2 separate regions of the Canis lupus genome follow, and region 2 is linked to region 1. A link is a contact called in public Hi-C data. All regions are on one chromosome and are shown on one strand. The core of a region is the stretch at or near the end of the contact, and the rest is flanking DNA. Distances in the headings are between cores, read along the strand shown. Region 1 holds the start of BHLHE41 (basic helix-loop-helix family member e41). Region 2 overlaps SSPN (sarcospan).

Evidence for each region. Hi-C and Micro-C count contacts between places; a contact is called where the count stands out from the background.
Region 2: a contact with region 1 is called in a Hi-C map of amygdala, with 3 times the contacts expected there. The contact joins the enhancer-like site here to the promoter of BHLHE41 in region 1. A contact is called at or near these places in 2 of 9 Hi-C or Micro-C datasets (amygdala and skin fibroblasts).

What each region holds. Positions count from the first base shown.
Region 1 is chr27:25,084,139-25,087,615 of UU_Cfam_GSD_1.0, forward strand. It overlaps BHLHE41 (basic helix-loop-helix family member e41), which reads right to left and starts at 1,800. Exons shown (of 5, transcript NM_001002973.1): 1 at 1,471-1,800; 2 at 1,239-1,302; 3 at 811-918; 4 at 371-482. The coding sequence starts at 1,532.
Region 2 is chr27:25,184,805-25,188,281 of UU_Cfam_GSD_1.0, forward strand. The region is part of intron 2 of SSPN (sarcospan); the gene reads left to right. Among named protein-coding and RNA genes, the nearest start is that of SSPN, 29 kb to the left of the region's middle. Within about 2 kb of position 1,622, at least 11 of the 20 cell types and tissues checked have an H3K27ac peak or open chromatin away from gene starts, as enhancers often do.

The sequences.
Region 1 (3,477 bases), core at 550-3,049:
GGTGTGTGTGTGGGGGGGGGTGGGGGAGAAAGGGGAGGGGTGGCGGGGGTGGGGAGCAGAGGGGGGGCGCGCTCTACTCCCTGCTGGAAAACCAAAGTGGAGAGCGCAACCGCCACTTTAAATAAAAATCTGATTCCTCCGAGTTCTGCTGAAAGCCTCTAGGATGCTTCGGGAAATGGGCACTTTCCAATGAAGGGAAAGTATAAAGCAATTTAACAAATGAGAGTGAGCCCCGTGGGCCCAAGGAAGGAGGTGGGGGTGCGGGTGCGGGTGCGGGTGCGGGTGGGGGTGGGGAAAGAGTCCCAAACACTGCCCCTCTGTGGGCTGCCCGGCTTCATCAGGGTGGGTTGGCCTCCCTGAACCGACTTACCATTCTGTAAAGCAATTATCTTCTGATGCTGCTGCTCGGTTAAGGCTGTTAAAGCTTTTAAGTGTTTCAAAGTTAATTCCAAGACTACCGCTTTCTCCAGATGCCCCAGAGTCTGCAGGGTGCAAAAGAGAAGGGGGCACTTGGTTACTTAAAAACGCACATTTGGCTTGATTGGCTCTCCACTCAGCACAGCAACTTAAGCAAACATTCTGAAAGAAGTACTATTCCTATACTTCTTGAGCTTTCCAGAAATGACGGGTTATACATGATTTCTTGCCTTCAGCTTGTGAGCACCTACTCTTGAGTTTGTGGGAAACTCTACACTATAGCACAAGTTGTAAGGCATATGATATTTACATTTATTCTTATATCTCTGGGAGTAGTACCAAGCTATTAACACGCCCTTGGAGAGCAGCAAAGAATGAAAATGTGTCTCTTACTGTCAACTTCAGATGTTCAGGCAGTAAATCTTTCAGCTGAGCAATGCATTCATTAATTCGATCTCTTCTTTTCTTTTCTATTAATCTGTGCGGTAATTTGTAGGTATCCTTAATATACGACAGTCATGGAAGAAACAAAACAATAAGCTAAACATTTATTGGATAAAACAATACCCCCCCCCCAGAGCCCCATATTATGTGATAAACTATGCCCAAGAAACCTTTCCTCTGGACTGTTCTGAAATGCAATTTGAATTCAGGTATGATGTTTAATCCCCCCCCGAGAGTATCCAGCAAACCACTTAAAATTCACAGTTGGGGAAGCTCAAGGGCTGGAATATATTTGCGGGCAGAGCTTCGCTGTGAAATCAATGGCCCTAATTAACTATCCAGGCAGGTTATGGGGAACATCGGAAACTTACACTTACCTTGCTATCGTCTCGCTTCATGCTCCTTTTGGGCTTACACATATACAAAGAGGAATAGTCCAGTCTGCAAAACAGAAATCAGCATCAGGCACCCACTCGGGGAGGGGCACTGCCCTTGCCCGCTCCATACCACTTTCTGGAGAAGAAGAAGAAGAAGAAGAAGAAGAAAAAGAAAAAAAAAAAAATCAAACTGAAGCCTAGACAGATATTCGCAAGGGTGCGTGCACCTTACCCTATAAAATCTCTATGTTCCAGTAACTGTCTCTCTTGCAAATGAGGAATTCCTTCGTCCATGTTCAACCGCTGTCCGTTTCCTCTGTTTCGATTTTTTGGGGTTCTGTTCTATAATCTGCGGGACGATAGCTTTGGGAGATCTTGGGGGGATCTGTGCGTCTCCAGTCTCTCTCTCTCTCTCTCTCCCTTCTTCAGTGCAGTGTTGAAAGTGTGAAGCAGTTGGTTCCCCCCCTCCCACCGCGCTCGCTCTCTCGCACACACGCACACACACGCACGCACACTCGCGCCGGCCCCACTGCGCTGGTAGTTTGCTCTCACTCCGGGCAGTGTTTGGCCACAGGGCACGCGCGTCGCCGGCCAGACCAGCACCCAGCTCACGTGCGGAACGTACCATCCGCGGTCCAGCCCGGAGGGGGGCGGGGGAGGAGGGGCCGGGCCGGGAGGGGGTGCCGGGAGCGGGCTGCGAGGGAAGGCGAGCGGCAGGAGGGGGCGGGGACACCTGATCAGGGCCACCGGAAAGGAAAAACAACTTCGGCCAAGCTATTCATCTTCCCAAAGGCGTTGCAGTCAGCTGGGGGAGGGGCGGGGGAGGGGGGCGGAGGGGAGGGGGGAGGGGGAGGGGGCGCCGGGGGTGCGGGGCCGCCAGGGCTTCCTCGGCTCGGAAACGCTACTCCTTCGCTCGGTCCGTCATTACGGTGTAGGAACGCGAACGTGGCTTTTTTGCTTCGCCACCGCCTGCACGGGTGGTTCGGACCCGAGAAAGGAAAGAGAAAGAGAATTCGCGGTGGGCAAACTTCAGTCCCGGAGGAAAATTTGGAGACTTGTTTGCTCCCTGTGGCTCGGTGGCCTGGGGGTGGGGGGTGGGGGGCGTGGGGGGGGAGGGGAGGACCCCTTGGCCCTGGTTGGGAGTTGCCCCCTAATGGGGCAACTTGAAATCCCCTCCCCGAAGGATTTAAAAATAAAGGAAAATGTAGTCACTGGGTCAGAATGTCGCAATCCAAGTGTCTTTCGGCGACAGCGGTGTCCCTGGGCCACCCGAACTTCCCGCAGCAGCCGGAATTGCGGTGCCACTAATCACAGAAGCAGATGACGACGTTGGGGCCTCTGGTGCTCCCGGAGGAGCGGGGGGGGGGGGGGCGGCACGAGAGGGGCTGCCGCGGAGCAGCGGTGCCGCATTCTCCGCCGCCCCCACCGCCTCGCGGGGCTGCTGCGTGCTCACCCCCCCCCCCCCCGCCGTGTGATAAGCGACGCCGGGAGTGTGCAGAGCCCACGTTTACTACCGCTGGCACCTCCAGAGCCTCCCTCCTTAATCCCGTCGCGAACGGGCACCAGCACAGGGCCGGCAACGTGAGCCGACCTGCCGCCGCTGCCACATCACTGCGCGGGGAAGCCGTGCGCGCGCTCGCCCGGGAGCAGCGGCGCCCGGCGCGGGGAAGCACACGGCGGCGCCCGCCGGGCCACCTTTCCGCGGAGCCATCCCGGCAGCGTGACTCACGGCCAGCGAGAGTTACCGAGAGGCGCCCGCGGAGGCGCCCCGCCCACGCCGCCGGCGCAGGGGGGCCGAGGGCGGCCGGGGGCGGCCGGGGAGGGCTGGTCCCGCGGGACTCCCGGGGCTCCCGCTGCGCGGCGGCCGCCACTCGGCGCTGCGGGCGGGGCGCGGGACCCGGCGTCTGCGGATTTCTCTTACATAAGCGGACAGGATAGGTGGGAAGCCTAAGGTCTTTCCTGCCTGCAGCGAGAGTCAGGCTCACGTCCCTCTGGGTCATCCCCGAAACCGTCCCCCGTGCCAGCGGCGCACGAAGCGGGGGGAGCGCTGCGCCCGAGGCACACGCCCCGGGGGGCAGCGGGGGGCGGCGGGGGGCAGCGCGGACTCGGGCCGTCGCTACGTGTCTGCCCCCCCCGCCCCGCAGAGCGCGGGTTCCGGGGACGGATCTGGGTCGCGGGAAGCGGCGGCTGGGAGGAGGTCACGTGTCCGCGGGAGTCGCGTCTGCCCCAGCCTCCGGGA
Region 2 (3,477 bases), core at 372-2,871, 100 kb after region 1:
TTTGTAGGTGGGGTCACTGAGACAGAAAAAGTACATTGGGTGCATCCAAACTATCTGTGCCAAGAGTCTGAGGGCAAAGGGGGGAGGGTGGGATATGCATGGTTTAACAAGTGTGCGTGTATGTGTCTTTCACATGCATATATATATTTTTTGTCTAAGATGGTGCATTTGGTTGGAACCAGTTTAAGTACACAGCATTTTCACTGCACCGTAGAGTCTACTCCAAAGAGAAACATAGACACACCCTTTTAGAGTTTAGGGAGATAAACACCCAAATCAGCAGTCAGAGCTAGTAGAAATCAAATTCCTACATTTTCTTTCAACTACTTGTGGCAGAGAACAAAACATTTTCTGTAATGTTAGTTTGTTGAGGATTTTTTTTTGGTCCACTCACGTTGTTTATTTTTCTCTTATAACAAAACACATAATAACTGGATACTTCTTTGTTCAAGCAAGAAACCATGGCACATAAGAGTAAATCGACTGTATTATTTAGAAATTAGGAAGCTGCAGAGAAGATATTTTGTATTCTAGTATAATTGAAGCGGTTGACATAAAAAAGCAAAATGCTTATATGTACGTATATTTAAATCCATGTTGTAAAAGAGTAATTAATGGAATAAAAGTGTTCACATTATATCAAGTAGCCAGAAAAAGCTGGCTACACAAAATATATGGTGTGATCCCACAGAAATAAAAAAAAAAAAATACCTTTCAGTGCATAGAAAAAATAATTATCTGTGAGTGGTGAGAGAATAGCCACATTTTGTAGTCTTTTTCTCTAATTTTGAAATGTTCTTTAATAGATATAACTTTCCTAATTAAATAAGCGATTCTATTTTTAAAAATTGATAAAATTTCATGGATATGCCTACATTTGGAAATTTTACTTTTTCTGTGTGAGGATGTTCCTTAAAAGAGGTCATGTTTATTTTTTTTGTAGAGGTCTGATTAAACACAGCAAGATTTAGTGATGATTTTGAAAAAAAAAAAAATGCCAGAAAGCCTAGTAAGAAATGTCCTGTTAAATTACAGGAACCTCTTTCCCTAGGGTAAGACGTGCTCTCCGCTGGGTTCATCAGCTTCTGTGAAATGCCTTCATTTCCCCTCCAGATGACCCAGCAGAGGCACCTGCCTAGCTTTAGAGACCCCCAAAGCCATCTCAACACCTGCACTTAAAATAAGGAGCAAGGACTAAAATAAAGTAAAGTAAAATAAAATAAAATAAAATAAAATTAAAAAAAAAATCACTGCCAGGGTCAGCCAGGGTGCGAATTCCCCGCTAGGACGGTCTCATTAGGTACCTCCCGCCGCCCCCCCCCCCCCACCTGTGACAGACATTGACAAATAGGGAGGCACTTTTCTCTTCTCCCGGATGTGACCTTCCGTGATGCTCGCTGGCAGCTCTCTAAGGTGCCGCTACATTATCTTCGGGTCTAAAATGGGCTTCAGTCGATCTCCAGGTCTTCCAAAGGCACAACACGTCGGGGCGGGCTTCCCCTGCGCTTCCCCACCACTTGGGCGGGAGGCGGGGGAGGCACGAAAGGCGTCTTCCTGGGGTTTCTCACCAGCACAGCCGCGTTTCAGGGCCCGAGGACTGTACCCGGGCCTACGCCTTGCTGGGGATCTGTCCCCTCCTCTTCAAGACCCAGCCGGCCAGGGCGATCAGCGGAGCTCAGCGCGGCTCTCTGCACTCGAGAGGGCGCACACACGCGCACACACGCGCACACGCGCGCACACTCGCTCCCTTCTTCCTAGAGACAACAGCCGCGGGACTCGGCTTTCCGGCTCAGCCCCCGCCTTCCTCCTCTCTCCCGGGGCTGCAGCCGGTGGCCTTGGCCGGCCCTTGGCCCGGGGCGGGGCCTCCGGCCTCTCCGCGTGGCCCTGTCCTCCCGGGGCTCACCTTGACGGGTGTCACAAACGTGTCCGGCTCACGTGCTCGGAAACACAACCGGGCACACGCCCCGCGAGGGCATCTCAGGCGCAGGGGCCTCGCGCACACACGCGGGCCGCCCCCGGGCTGCTGCCGCCGCAGCCTCCCCGCGCGGGGCCCGGCCGCTCCTCCAAGGCCGCGGACGCCGGGGCGGCAGCCGGGAGCGGGCACCCGGGCCGGGGCGGCAGCCGGGGCGGGAGCCGCTGTCACATAAGCGCCGGAGCCCCGGCCGCCCCCCCTGCCTGCCCCCCTGCTTGCCCCCCCGCCCCGCCAGGCGCCCCCCTCTCCCTCTCCCTCCCCCCGACCCGCCGTGCGCCCCCCTGTCTGTCCCCCCTGCCCCCTCCCGAGCGCCCCCGCCCCCTCCGGGCGCCCCCGTCTGCTCGCCCCCCCTGCTCGCCCCCCCCGACCCGCCGGGCGCCCCCCCTGCCCCCCGCCCCGCCCCGCTCCCAGACGCGCGGGCCAGACAAACGCGTCCGGACCCCGCTTTTATCAAGAGATATTTGCCCGCGTGCCCAAGGTCATCGTAAACACTTTCGGGGATAGTTCCTTCGTGCCGCGTAGGGAACACAAGTCACTTGATTTTGAATTACAGATTCTAACCCAGAAGCTTGTTGCTGTCAGATGAATTAAAAGCCGGGGAAGGAAAAATGCTACAGCGCTTGCGGAGGGAGCCCAAGGCTGGGGGGCGGGGGGGGGGGGGGGTCAAGCAGGTCTCAACGCGGTTAAGAAATTTGATTCTGTGGCTCCTTCCTGTTCCCTGGGCCCGGTGGTTGCAGGCGGGGGGGGGGGGTGTGCGATGTAGAAAGAGGTGCACCCAGGAAAATGTATTCATCATATTCAGCGGGACTAAGGGGCAGGGCTTTTGTTTGTGTTCTCGCTGGCTTCTAGCACGTTTAAGATGCTCCATTAAAATTGAGCGATCCCTGTGCTTGTGTAAATGTTTACATCCTTTCTACAAGCCAACTATGCGTTGTTATTTCCACGTGACAAAGAGTGAGACAAAGCGGTAGAGTTGATGTCCTGAGTCTTGCGAACTGGCAGCTCTTTCCATCTCTAGTAATTTGTTTATTGACTTCACGAGTACTTCTGTAGTGCTGCTGTGCTCTAGACACAACTCTACAGATATCAACTCTTTTGATCCTTAAAATAATACAATGACGGTAGGCTCTATTATAATCATCATTCCATGATAATCATACACGTGGGATTGATTAGTTTGCCCTGGGTCCCTAGCTAAGAAGGGGAGAATCAGGATTCCAGTGGGGGCAGTCGGCCTCCCCAGTTTCTGCTCCCAGCCATCGCTGTGCTGGACACTGGTTAAATGCCTTGGGCAAATCTTTTCATATTCTAAGCCTAAAGGTGATCTTTTAAAAAACAGGCAAAATTCTCATTTCAGCCAATGGATTTTTGTGATTATGAGAGAATATTATTTTTGCAACCATTCGAATTATTTACAGATTGAGAATGAGGGATCATTGTCATTGCTTCAAGATATTGTTCCAATGAACATTATAGAAATCTGCTAAGGATGTGCATGTGTGTTG